2 separate regions of the Mus musculus genome follow, and region 2 is linked to region 1. A link is a contact called in public Hi-C data. All regions are on one chromosome and are shown on one strand. Each heading gives the region's core, a stretch centred on a gene start, on an enhancer-like site or on the middle of the called end of the contact. The rest is flanking DNA. Distances are from core to core; before and after follow the strand shown. Region 1 holds the start of Clic6 (chloride intracellular channel 6). Region 2 overlaps Setd4 (SET domain containing 4).

Region 1 (6,813 bases), core at 1,302-3,801:
ATTGGATCACAGGGTGGTGGGTCCTGCGTGTCAAGCAACATATGATACGAGATACCGTGCCACCATTGTTTTTAGGATTCTGATTCCTGTGGCACATCGGGTTTGGAATATTTACATGAAGGAACACGAATGGGTACCAGTTGCTGCTAGGACCTCACTGCTGCCTTTGTTCTCCTCTTAGAGACGAGTGATAGATGCTTTCTCTCTCTGGTGAATGCATCAGGATTCCTTCATCAGGAGCCACGTAGGGTCTACCTGACATGTCTGTCTATCTTACCCAGGGTGTGTGTGTGTGTGTGTGTGTGTGTGTGTGTGTGTGTGTGTATGTGTGTGATGTGCTTTGAGTGTTTTGTGACTTCTATTCAAAGCTATGGCTTTCTTCTTGTTCTTTCTAGGTAGAGTTCAGCCTCAGAGAAATGTGATGTGGATATGGGTGTCCATCTGTCCTGTTGTCTCGGTTCCATGCTTCTCCAAGTGATTAATAAGGGCTGGAAATTTATTGCTCACAGTTTTAGGGTCTGGGAATGGCAATAGCAAAGCATTAGCATCTCAAAAATGCTTTCTTGATGCACTGTCCTGTGGTATAGATGGGTGCTTCGGATACAGCAACAAAAGTCAGGAAGGCAAGAAAGGAAAAGGAGAGAGACACCCAGAGACAGAGAGAGACACCCAGGGACAGAGGGAGACAGAGAGATAGACAGAGACAGAGAGAAAGGAAGGGAGCAGGCAGACAGACAAATAGGTAGGCAGGCAGGCAGGCACCCATACATTCATGTACAGTTTCTCTCTCTCTCTCTCTCTCTCTCTCTCTCTCTCTCTCTCTCTCTTTTTCTCTCTCTCTCTCAATACACCCCCAAAGTCCACACATGGACTTTTCAGGGACACGTTCAAACCACAGCTTTAGTTATCCATCAGGGATGAGCAATGGGGATACAAAGGAAGAATTCAACATGCATCCCTCTCTTGTCAAGATAACAGGATCCTCTGTGGGTGTGGTGGCTAAAAGCAGTAAGAGCCTGAGAAGTCAAACTGAAATCCCCACGGCTCCATCATTCTTAGGCAACGCCTTCCCGGGTGCTTGCTCAGCATCCTTGGAGGTCTTGAGTTCAGTCTCCAGCATTTTATCGAGACGTGACGAGGTGATGTAATCTCAGCAAAGGCAGGGTCAAAGTTCAAGATCATCCTGTGTTATATTGTATGCTCTGGGCCAGCCTGGGCTACATGAGACTTCGCCTCAAACAAAACAAAAACAAAACAAAACAAAACAAAACACCCAACCAATTTAAATTATGTTGAGATATTATCTGTCTATGAAAAAAATTCAAATCTTTTATTGTGAAAGGATGTTGAATGTTATCAAGTGCCTTGTCTGTACCTACTGAGATGAACACATTTTGTTTCAAAAAAAAGATTTATTTATTTTTTAATCATCTGTATATATGTTATTCTTGCAGGGGTTTGTGCATGTGAGTGCAGGTGCCATTTGAAGCCAGAAGAGGGCGTTGGATCCTCAGAACTGGAGGAAGTTGTGAGCTACCTGATGTGGGTGCAGTACACACTCTTAATTCCAGAACCATTTCTCCAGCCTGCATGTGATTTTTAAAGTCATACATTCTGTTGTTTTGACGCATTGCGCCTATAGATTTGCATGTGTTGAGCCACCACTGCAACCTCCAACCTCCAACTTGATAGCCGTGGATGATCTTTTTGATATGCTGTTGTATTCAAACCCTTGGTGTTTTGTTAATAATGTTTGCATCTATACTCATCAGCAATATTGGTCTAGAGTTGGTGTGTCCTTTGATAAGGGGGAAATGCTGGCCTCACAGTTTGGGGTGGGAGGTCCTCTCTCTATCAATTCAGTGGAATAGTTTTGAAAACTTCTCTGAAAGAAGTTTTTGACGGGTGATAGTGGGGGACTCCTGGCCCAGTTAATTCTATAACTTCCTTTTTTCCCATCCCGAATTTTCTTCCCCCACCTTCAACCCCCAACGCCCTAACCACGATATTGAGACCCAAGCACTGGACATGAGTAAGGAAATCTGAGTCCGAGGGATGCACAGATTCTTAGGGTCTTCAGGGGCTGGAGAAGGAGAGGTATCCGTCTGGTTCTCCTCCCCTCCCCCCACCACCTCAACAAGCACGCCAGGCTATTGTCCCTTCCATCTTTAGGTTCCTGGAACTCACAGAAATGGGAGGGCAGCCATTCCTCCCTTTGGGGTTAATACCTTTTCTGTGGAACCTGAGGCAGGGATGGGATGGGTCTATTCCACTCAGCATCAGAGTCGCCTTCATGGTGAAGTGAGGTAAGGTGGGAATCCAATACTGAAGTATGTGACCGTGATTTAAATGGCTCTGAAACTTGAAGCTGTTCCAGAAAACGCTAAAGTGGCCAGTAAAATCAGTCTTTTCATTAAAATCCACAAAAGCCGCAGAAAGGCTGTCATTGGCTAGCTTCCCAGGCCACCCAAAGTGGCTAGGAGGTGGGGAAGACAAACCCCGCCCAAGCCCTAAGAGGGGAGAACTGGCTCTGAGAATTTCTGGTCAACCCTTGAGACCGCAGGGAACCAGCCCATCTCTTCCAAAGACTTCAAGAGGCAAGCTGAGTTCTTTAGCCCCACACCCTGGCCTGCACAGAAGGATTGGGGTCCGGGCGCGAATTTAGGAGAAACAGGAACTCTTGAGGAAGAACCCAAAGACCTTAAGACAGGGAAAAGGGACATAGAGTCTTGGGGCCCTCTAGATTTTGCATCAAGCGAAACCTTCGCTTCTAGAACCGCGAGTGGGGTGTCCTCCCGGAGGGGGCACGTCAGCCCCTGCCCCTCACCCTGAGCAGCGTCGAGGAAGGGTGTTTTACCATGGCTGAGGCCACGGAGCCCAAGGAGGTCGCTCCAGGTTCCCAGGGGCAACCCGAAGGTGCGACAATCGAGGGACCAGGAGAGCCAGGAGCTGCGGACCTGGAGGGGCGGGAAGCGAGCGAGGAAGCTGCAGAGGCACCTAGGGACCTGGGGGCGGGCGTAGAGGCCAGGGCCTCGGGGAAGGAGGAAGGAGGCTGTGGGCAGGACGAGGGAACTGGGGGAGCGCAGGCGCAGGACCCGCGCACCGGCCCTGAGGCCGAGACGCCGGGCGCCAGCGGAGCTCCAGGTGAAGCGGAGGCTGCGGAGCGCGACCCCGAGGGCGCGATCCCGCAGGGAGCGGAGGAGGCGCCAAGCGCCCAGCAGGTGCAGGGGATGAGCTCTGGGTTAGACTCTCAGGGTGAGGCCCCCGAGGTCCCTGGGGACTCTCGCCGGGAGCCCGAGGACCCCACGGCCTCAGAGGCAGGGGAAGAGGCAGAATCTGGTCAGGAAGCGCAGGGAGGCGGCGCGCTAGGGTTGCAGATCAACCCAGAAGTCCAGGGACTTGCAGGGGACAACATGGACACAGAGGCACCCGCAGGAGGGCCACTTGGGTCGGAGAGTGAGCCCCAGGGTGGAGGGGAAAGCAGCCCTCAGCCCCAGGATGAGGCGATTGAGATTGTAACCACAGAGATCGGAGGGAACGAGTCCGGGGAGCTGGCGGGCGCTTCGGCCGCAGACGCCGCGGGGGAAGGGGAGACCCTGGGGAAAGACGGGTCCGAGGAAGCAGCTTCCGAGGATGCGAGAGTAGATGCTCATGAGAATGGGGACCAGGGCAAGCTCCAGGAGGAGACCGGGGAGGAAGAAGCGAGGCCAGAACCCGAGTTGAAGGGACCCTGCGAGGGGGCCATCCAAGAGAAGCCCCCCGACGGCAGCCTTGATGGAGAGGAGGCCAAATCCACCGAACACGAGGAGGAATCCCAGGCAGAGCTCAGCAACCACTTAGCTGAGGAGCCCAGCGTCCAGGGTGGAGAAGAGTTGGGGCGAGTGAACGGCCGCAGGGAGAATGGCCCAGCATTGGAGGAGGGGGATCCGGGACAGGAGCACGACATCACCCTCTTCGTCAAGGTAAATCTTGCGCCCCCAGGGCCTACCCACAGAACCAAAACCGTACTCAAGTGCTTCAATCAGTCAGAAGGAACAGCTAGGGTTTCAGGAGAGTCAGGGCTGTGAATGAGGGTTAGTGGTTTGCCTAACTCGTATGAGGGGCCATCCCCAGCATCTCAAGAGTCAGTAGCATGAACCATGTAAGGTTTGGAAGTCAGGGGTGTGTGTGTGTGTGTGTGTGTGTGGTTGGTGACACTCCACTATCCCTTGTCCTGAACATCCTAACTGGCCCTTCTATTCCTAAGAATTAGGAAGAAAACAAAAAAAGTGACCAGCCTTATTAGTATTCAAAAGGTTTCAGCTAAAGAAGGCTTTAATCCTTGGAGTGAAAAAATGTGAACAGGTAGGTTCAACATGAGAATTCCCAGACTTAACTCCCAGAGGCCCAGAGCTGCCCAGCATTTTCAGGTGAAAAAACAAAACAAAACAAAACAAAACAAAACCTCGTCCAGGGGACACTGGGAAGTCTCCTATACACTGTCTTGTTTATTGAACATTTTAAGGTTTACTTTGGCAGATTTCAGGATGCAGGAGACTTGGACATCGTTTGTCTGAGTAATATGTTTCTGGTCTCCCTTTCCGTCAGGAAGAAAGCCATGATTTCATTTTTGAAAGAGTCTGTAGACACATAAGGAGGAAGTTTTGAGTGTAAACAGGCATTTTTACAAGGCTTCCAAAAAAAAAAAAAAAAAGTGGACAAAGTCCAGCAGTGGCTCACACCAAGAGCTTTGTTTAAAAGAAAAAAGTTTTTCCTGGGGACCTTTGGTCAGACCCCAGGAAGCTAGAGATAATAGGGTGAAGAATGTGTTACATGTCGAATGAACCCTAATCCTTCAGAAATCCCTTCACGTTTACAGACGGTCTAAACCCCTTTGGCTGAGATTTTAATAAGTAAAAAGAAAAATGTTCCCAGGAGATTAACACCAGGACCTAACCAAGTGTCTGAGATGGCTGAGATCTCCCCTTGCTTCTAAACAGTGAGATGGCTCCTTGCACACTAGCTCTATTTTAAAGACCGTAGGAGAGGGCGAAAACGGTGGAGTCCAACATGTTGGCACAGCCCTTCACTAGTCCTGTGGAGACTGGCGTGCAGGAGCAGGGTGGCTCCAGTCTGTTCCCTTAGGAGGACATTTTGCATGGTTCTGGTCACGTGGCTGTGTGATGATCCCGGCCAACCTGCTTGGCCTGCAGTTATGGAGGGAACTGCTCCTCTGCATCATTACCTGACCCCCCACTACTCTCTTTATCGCAGAGTTGCAAGGAAATCCAACCTCCCGGCCCAGGCACAAGTCCTTCAGGACTCAGTTCTTTGCCTCCTTTCTTCTCTCTCTGGCCTTCCCTTAGCATTGTGGGGTCCCCGGGTCACCAATGGCACTGCAGTGGCGGCTGTAGGAAGGTACTGTGTACCAGGGGAGAGCCATACTCCTGATTCTCCCAGCCTTGAAGGCGTGCACCCACTTTACCCTCTGTTGGAGTGAGTCTCCTGCACCATTGCCCTGACCATGCCTCCACCTGTCAGCAGCATGCAGGAGTCCCTGAGGACTTCACCTGTGTTTGCCTCCTCCCTGGGCAGATTAAATGTATCATTAGGTCCCTAGTGCAGACTGCAGGTGTGGAAACGATGAGGCTTTGAATGAGACACTGGCCAGTGGATCTGGAGCAAATTCTGGCTTGGTCACCATCTCCGTACTAGTTGGTTCCTTTCACAATAACGTAGCTCCCTCCCCTAGAGGTTATTATGAAGTCTCAGGAATAGGTCATGCTAAGCCCTTGGAATTGTTCCTGGCTCAGCATTAGCAGTGCCAGGGGGTGTTCCCCTGCCTCTGCTCCCTCCCCCCAGCTTCTGTGATGTGGTACAAGGAGTTCTCCCTCATTCTAATCCTGCCATTTTTTAAAGGGAACCTCTCTCTAGGTGTTGAACTATCTTCAATTTATGGGGATGAGAGTGTTATGAAACCTCAAGCAACTATCATTGCGACTATTGTTCCAAGGTGGTTGGTTAGGGCAAAGGTCGGAGTGGCTGGGAGTGAAGCTTGCGCACAGTGGATGTACATGGGACATGGGTTGGATGAGTCGTGACTCTCTGCTTGACACCTCCTCTCCTTTAAGAAAACAAGCAGATCTCCCAACAGTGAGGTTGGGTAGCCTCTTAGGGCCATTTAAAAGACCTGCCTCACTTCCATAAGGCTCTTGGTTTCTGCTGATCCACCTCTCTGAAAAACAAAGAAGAAACAATGAAACCCAAAGCAATAAAGAAACAAAAAGAAAACAAGAAACCTTTGTACCAGCAGGTCTTCCGGAGTCACAGAGTTGTAACGTTGTATTGGTAAATCCTAAAGTTAGGCCAGAATCACATTTTGTTACCAGTTCAACCGTGTCTGGGCTCTTCTGGGGCCTCCTTGCAGGTGGACTTCCTAGCCCACAGTGACTCACTGACCAGCTTTGTTGTGAGTTCAGGCGCATGCTCATGGTGGATTTCCTGGGACCTAGATGACCTGTTGACTCCCCAGAATTGTTAATTAAAGTCTTTCTTCCAGACACTGCACTTTGCCTGTGTTCTGTCCATGACCTTTCCGCCTTTACTACTTTTCTTATTTTTAACAAAGAAATAAATTGGTTATAATATTGTATATATTATTTCATATAAATCTATTTAACTATTACTCATTATAACATGCACTAGAAAGTTGTCTACCCAATGATATGGACTAATAATATCACTATTAAGTCATTACTAAGTCAGCTTATGATTTTGACCATCTGGTAGATTGCCTCACTCATCGTTATGAGAGCTATCATGTTACTAACTTGT
Region 2 (6,813 bases), core at 2,594-5,093, 1.1 Mb after region 1:
GAGGAGCCCAGAAGATTGTAAGTTGGATCCCAGACATTGGACGGTTGGAGATTGACTTTTGCTTTTGATTGTGGCTGTGCCCTGATATTTTCCCTCTCGAAGGAAGAAACTGTTTTAGTGGAGCCCACAGTTAAGAGACTTTTAATTGTAAAAAGACTTTGGATTTTAAAAGAGATGGCTATTTTAAAGAAATTGAAATTTTAAGAATATGTAAAGACTGTGGGACTTTTAAAGTTATTTAAATCTTGGGGATGAATAAGAATGTAAGGGTTGAGGCTTACTAGTGATTTGTTTGTGTGTCAAGTTGACAAGGGGTCAATTGTACTGGCTAATTTTGTGTCAACTTGACACAGCTGGGGTTATCACAGAGAAAGGAGCTTCAGTTGAGGAAATGCCTCCATGAGATCCAACTGTAAGGCATTTTCTCAATTAGTGATCAAGGGAGAAAGGCCCCTTGTGGGTGGGACCATCTCTGGACTGGTAGTCTTGGGTTCTATAAGAGAGCAGGCTGAGCAAGCCAGGTGAGGCAAGCCAGTAAAGAACATCCCTCCATGGCCTCTGCATCAGCTCCTGCTTTCTGACCTGCTTGAGTTCCAGTCCTGCATCCTTTGGTGATCAACAGCAGTATGGAAATGTAAGCTGAATAAACCCTTTCCTCCCCAACTTGTTTCTTGGTCATGATGTTTGTGCAGGAATAGAAACCCCGACTAAGACAGTCTGCAAATGATTTCATATAAAAGTCTGTTTATTCCAACCTCAGTAAAGACGCAGCCGCTGGTACATCCTCCATAGGAGGGAACCACGTGACCCCGGGAGGTCAGGAAAAGGGGGCTAGCAAGCCACTCAGGATCTCAGCAGAAGCCTGGAGAATCCTAAGCTCTTCCATCCTCAAGGCTTCCACCAAGGAGAGCTGGCTTCTCAGTGACACTGTCCCTTCCTTCATGTCAGAAACCTGAAAGTTATTTTTAAATTTTTATTATAATAGAAATGTACGAGAAAATTTACCATGTAAACTGCTTAGAGTCCCCACCCCCTCCCCCACATGGGGTAACCACAGCTACAACTCACTCCAGGTTACTCGTTCAGTCCAAACAGAAACACTCTAAGGATGAACGTGTAGGGAATCACTGCTCTGGGGAATCCCTGTGTGGACAGCACCCGTCCTCCCCTGTGTGGACAGCACCTGTCCTTTTGTATTTTTATTTTCACTTAGCATAAAAGTGCACTAAAATTTTTAATTTTAACAATCACATTTCTTATAAATTATTTCTTATTAAAAGAAAAAAAATTGCTGGGCGGTGGTGGCGCATGCCTTTAATCCAGCACTCAGGAGGCAGAGGCAGGCGGATTTCTGAGTTCAAGTCCAGCAAGCCTGGTCTACAGAGTGAGTTCCAGGACAGCCAGGGCTACACAGAGAAACCTTGTCTTGAAAAAATAAAATAAAATAAATAAAATTAAAACACACACAGAAAGAAATAGTTGAAATGCTATTACTAAGAGACCAGGCAATGATTTCTATCTACTAAAACATGAGGTAAAGCTAAGATTCAACCCAAGTACCCAGTGATGATCAGTGGATAAAAAAATGGGTACAGTCCAAAACAGAACCAAGGGCAAGTGACCGAACTCAGGTGTGGGGCACAAGCCTAGGTATCAGGCCCTGGGTTCCAATCCCAATGTCACAAAAACGGGGCGGGGATCAGGAGACCCTTTGTGTGACATCAGCAACAAGCCAGGAGGACACAAAGTTAAATGAAATAGGCCAGAGCCTCCATGTTCTACTTAGGACTGCAGAAAGAATGGCCGACAGCACGTGAATGGAGGCGAGACTGTGGGGATGTCCGTCAACACACAGAGGGGAGAGAGCTCTCTGGACAGCAACACGTGAGCAGAGTTAGGAACAAGGCACCGTGTTCATCACACAGACGATGAGAGCTCTCAGCACAGAAAGTCAGGTGGACAATGCTGTGCTTGGTGAAGCCACTCCACAGGTGTGTGTGTATCAAGCACCGCTGTGCACTGTACACTACATATAAAACTTGCAGTGGGATGTGCTGGCCCACGCACGCACACGCAGAAGCCAGAGGGGGATGCTGGGCACCAGCTCCTATTGCTGTCTACCTCTATTGCTGTGAGTCAAGGTCTCTCACTTAACCTGGAACTCACCGCTGGACTAGGCCAGCTGGCCAGCGAGCCTCCTTAATTCTCCTGGTTCCACCTACATCCACTGGTTTCTGCCTATCCCCACCCCAGGCCCCGGGAAAACAGGCTGCCATCCCAGCTTGCATGCCGGTCGTCACCATCAGGCCAGCTCCCCAGCCGCATTTACTTAACTTGTAAAATGTAAACCTGTTAACACAGCCACATTTGTTCATCAGGAACTCTCAGGACTTCCCTAATGGCACACATGATAAGCAGCCTCGGGACTGAAACCTTGGGCCCACACCTTGCGCAGCACAGCGTGCGTCTCCTCGATGACGTCAGAGCATATTTTCTGGGCCACGCCCAAGCTTGTCTTCTCGTTTGTATCGGAGATGACTTCGCCAAGGAGCACCTTTTTCCAGGATGTGCTAGAGCAGAAATATTCAATAAAGTCATTTCAGCAGGTCCCCGTTACCGGAGATGGCACTCACTCTGCAAGATGACACACAGCACGCCCATTCTTCCGGAGCACAGTGAAGCTCGGCTCCTAAGCCGTGACATCATTCAGCTCCTGAGTGGGAGCCACCAGCACGGAGGAAGAAAGAGGAGCAGAGTAAATCAAGGGCCAGCTAGTCAGTCGGCTCCCGGCCAGCAGAGACTGGATTCTATTTTCACAGCAGTCCTGGGTCTGGTGGACAAGTCATTGAAGTCACACCCACCAGCTACAGGGGCACAAGGGGCAGAAACACAAAACCGGAAGGCCAGGCTCTGGCAAATGGCCACAAGACTCAGCAGCTGTAGCACTGTGTGCTCCTTTAAGGGAAAGTTTTTCCTAAAAGGTGACAGCCACAAACACAGCTCACTGCCACACGCCCTCCAAATGGAAGGAGTCTGCAGCTAGGCCATCCTCTACACCCAGGTGAGTCAGTCACTCACGGTGCCTTGGCTTGCAGAGGTGAAGGCTCTGGGGTGTGACTGGCAGCCCTAACCCCTTAGAAAGGGTGAGGAGCCTGAGCAAGATGAACGTCTACACTGGGTTCTTCTACCCGGCTCCTTTCACGAAAAAGGCCTTCAGCGGGGCTGGTTAGGACAGTTAGAGGGTTGTGGTTAGAAGCTTGCTTACCACAGGAAAAGCCACCCACTGGCAGATGTGCCCTGAACAGTGACAGCGCTGACAATACTCAGTCACCAGGGGTCACCTGGACAGAGGGGCAAGTTCTCAGAGCCACGCACTCTGGAAGGCTAAGGCCCCTGAAAGCAGCGGGGCACAGTCCACTCCTTCCCTCTAAATCCAAGCCTCCCAAACCCCTCAGCTTCACCAGGAAGTAGGCGCAGCTTGTACGTAATGCAGGGGAGACTTACAAGCGCTCGGCTTCCAGACACAGCAACTTGAGAGCCGTGAGTAGCCTCCAGGACGGCCCATCCCATCCAAACGTCAGATTTCTACAAAAGAGAAGCAGGCAACACCAAATGTGTCGCGTAGAAACGACTCCGTGGCAAGCACCCAAGGAAGCCAGCAGTGGCTTTGAACAAGTACAATGCTAGGTCACCTCCACACAGAGGCGAGAAAATCAGGCTGCGGCTACGACGAATGAAGCTGGGTAACACCAGCCTCTGTGTGGGTCACTCCACACAAACGGAACCTGCTCTGACTGCTCTGGGCTGTGCTGGCTAGTTGATGTCATCTTTACACAAGCTAGAGTCACCGGAAAGAAGAGAACCTCAGCTGAGGAACTGCCTCCCTCAGATCCAGCTGCAGAGCACCTTCTTAATCAGTGAACAATGGCGCAGGGCCCCGCCCACTGTGGGTGGAGTCATCCCTGGGCAGGTGGTCCTGGGCTCTATGAGCAAGCAGGAGGAGCAAGCCAAGAGGAACAAAACAGTAAGTAGCTGTCTTAGTCAGGACTTCTATTCCTGCACTAACATCATGACCAAGAAGCAAGATGGGGAGGAAAGGGTTTATTCGGCTTACACTTCCACATTGCTGTTCATCACCAAGGAAGTCAGGACTGGAACTCAAGCAGGTCAGGAAGCAGGAGCTGATGCAGAGGCCATGGAGGGATGTTCATTACTGGCTTGCTTCCCCTGGCTTGCTCAGCCTGCTCTCTTATAGAACCCAAGACTACCAGCCCAAGGATGGCACCACCCACAAGGGGCCTTTCCCCCTTGATCACTAATTGAGAAAATGCTTTACAGTTGTATCTCATGGAGGCATTTCCCCAACTGAAGCTCCTTTCTCTGTGATAACTCCAGCTGTGTCAAGTTGACACACAAAACCAGCAGTGCAGCAGCACCCCTCCATGGCCTCTGCATCAGCTCCTGCCTCCAGGCTTCTGCCGTGCTTGAGTTCCTGTGATGTGGAAGTGTGAGCCAAATGAACCCTTTCCTCCCAGACTTGCTTTTGGTCATGGTGTTTTATCACAGCACTAGTAACCCTAACTAAGACAAGGCTAAAAGCCATTTCCAATCAATTTCAGCCAGACACTGAACTTGGTCACGGGACCACAGCAAGCGGCCTGGTAACTACATCACACGTTTACAGTGAGATGAACACAGAGACCCTGGTCATCCCGGAGAGCAAACAGCCACTGTCGCTGTGTACCCAAAAAACCTGATTTTATCCAGAAAAGAAGACGTGAAAGAGCTGGGGATCCGGTGTAGGTCACCGTCCCTGATGTTCTGCTAGGGACCAGCATGGCCTGTGACAGCGCAGCTCCACCCCACCTGACCCGGGCCTGGGTCACGGACAGGACTGTTTCAAGCTTGACTCTCACCCCTTGAGTGCCTAGGACAACAAGCCCAACTTGCTACAGTCTAAGAGCTTAATAAACACCCACCTGACAGCCAACACAGAGACAGGAGGGTCACACTTACAGAAACCAGAGCCAGGAGTATTCCCATGGGAACTCCCTGAAGGGATAATTTCCAGACAGAAAAGCCTTACCCTGTAAAGCCATGATCCTTCAAAATGGTTATCTTCCTGTGGAGCTGCTTATCTGCTGCAGGGAGGAACTTAACCAGCATGTCTGCATTAGAGAGGAGACCATCAGACTTAGGATGTGATTCAGATAAAGCACATGCCCCTCTCCCTCCCATCAGCCGCCCACGATAACCAGAGTGTCTGCCAGTTCACACCAAGTGTCCTCTTTAGGACAGCTCGCTGAGATCCCGGCTCCCTGAAGAGCTGTGAGCTTTCCAAGGCGGAGGACAGAAGCACAGACGCGAGGCTCAGGCTGCCCCTAAGCACATCAACAGCCTAAGAGGAAGCCGCCAGAGGGTTAGCCCTGCTGGGGGCCAGCTAGGAACAGGCTGCCTCAGCACACGCCCAGGACGGCAATACTGCGTTACACCTGATTCAAAGCAGTCCCCGCAGCCGTGACCACAGCCTCAGCCTAAACTGTGAAGCCTGGCGGACGTTTCTGAAGGAGAGAGAAAGCAATGGCTCTTTTGTTTTTTGAGGTGATAGAAGACTTCCATTCTGTGTTTTAAAAAGAAAGAAAAGCAAGGATTTGGGGGTGTAACTCTGACAGAAGCAAGCTTTCCTTTTCCTTCAGAGAGGGCCTGCACATGCCAGACCAGGCAGGCCACTGAGCCAACCCCTGGGCCCTACTCCATGTTAAACATAATGCTTGTTCCATGTGTTTACACGGTGTACTGGCGAGTTTTGTGTCAACTTGACACAGCTGGAGTTATCACAGAGAAAGGAGCTCCAGCTGAGGAAATGCCTCCATGAGATCCAACTGTAAGGCATTTTCTCAATTAGTGATCAAGGGGGAAAGGCCCCTTGTGGGTGGTGCCATCTCTGGGCTGGTAGTCTTGGGTTCTATAAGAGAGTAAGCTGGGGGCTGGAGAGGTGGCTCAGTGGGTAAGAGCACTGACTGCTCTTCCGAAGGTCCTGAGTTCAATTCCCAGCAACCACATGGTGGCTCACAACCACCCGTGATGAGGTCTGACGCCCTCTTCTGGTGCATCTGAAGACAGCTACGGTGTACTTACATATAATAATAAATAAATAAATCTTTAAAAAAAAAAAGAGAGTAAGCTGAGCAAGCCAGTAAAGAACATCCCTCCATGGCCTCTGCATCAGCTCCTGCTTCCTGACCTGCTTGAGTTCCAGTCCTGACTTCCTTTAGTGATGAACAGCAATGTGGAAAGTGTAAGCTGAATAAACCCTTTCCTCCCCAACTTGCTTCTTTTCTTGGTCATGACGTTTTGTGCAGGAATAGAAACCCTGACTAAGACACACATGAACTGCTTACAGTCAGAGCCACCACAAGACAACTACAAGGACTCAGAACAGGCCAATCTCAAAGCCAGCCGGCTTCCTAACTCACTGGACAAGTCCCCACTCACACTTTTCTTTACAGAGAAATCCCTGCATGCATTTATCATGTGTTGTCAGTGTACCACATACATACGGAAGGGCAGAGGGCAAATTACCGGAGCCAGTTCTCTCCTTCCACCCTGGACGTCCTGAGGCCTGAACTCGGGTCACCAAGCTTTACGGCAAGCCCCTCCTCCACCCACTGGCCCGTCCCATCTCGCTGCCCCAGCTCTGGCTCTTGTGTCTCTAGGAAGCATACTTGATATTCTGCCTTACGAAGGCAGACAGTGTCTCCTGAGAGTTACTATACTATACTCGTCCCAGCCTACACAGATGAACATAAGCCG

Evidence for each region. A called contact is a pair of places that touch in the nucleus more often than the background predicts.
Region 2: a contact with region 1 is called in a Hi-C map of bone marrow-derived macrophages, with 9 read pairs. The contact joins the enhancer-like site here to the promoter of Clic6 in region 1. A contact is called at or near these places in 1 of 15 datasets of contacts at CTCF or cohesin (pro-B cells), 9 of 484 Hi-C or Micro-C datasets (the AtT-20 cell line, the HL-1 cell line, MC3T3-E1-derived osteoblasts and 5 more), 8 of 115 datasets of contacts at active chromatin or transcription factors (T-cell acute lymphoblastic leukemia, acute myeloid leukemia, differentiating embryonic stem cells and 5 more) and 2 of 9 other capture datasets (adipose tissue and embryonic stem cells).

What each region holds. Positions count from the first base shown.
Region 1 is chr16:92,495,596-92,502,408 of GRCm38.p6, forward strand. It overlaps Clic6 (chloride intracellular channel 6), which reads left to right and starts at 2,552. Exons shown (of 6, transcript NM_172469.3): 1 at 2,552-3,962. The coding sequence starts at 2,859. It overlaps 2410124H12Rik (RIKEN cDNA 2410124H12 gene), which reads left to right. Exons shown (of 3, transcript NR_165041.1): 3 at 1,455-1,775.
Region 2 is chr16:93,582,733-93,589,545 of GRCm38.p6, forward strand. It overlaps Setd4 (SET domain containing 4), which reads right to left. Exons shown (of 12, transcript NM_145482.3): 9 at 5,087-5,168; 10 at 3,505-3,585; 11 at 2,447-2,570; 12 at 728-952. The coding sequence ends at 818. Among named protein-coding and RNA genes, the nearest start is that of Setd4, 18 kb to the right of the region's middle. Within about 2 kb of position 3,844, at least 118 of the 459 cell types and tissues checked have an H3K27ac peak or open chromatin away from gene starts, as enhancers often do. A contact at or near this core is called in T-cell acute lymphoblastic leukemia, acute myeloid leukemia, bone marrow-derived macrophages and 2 more, where this site is marked.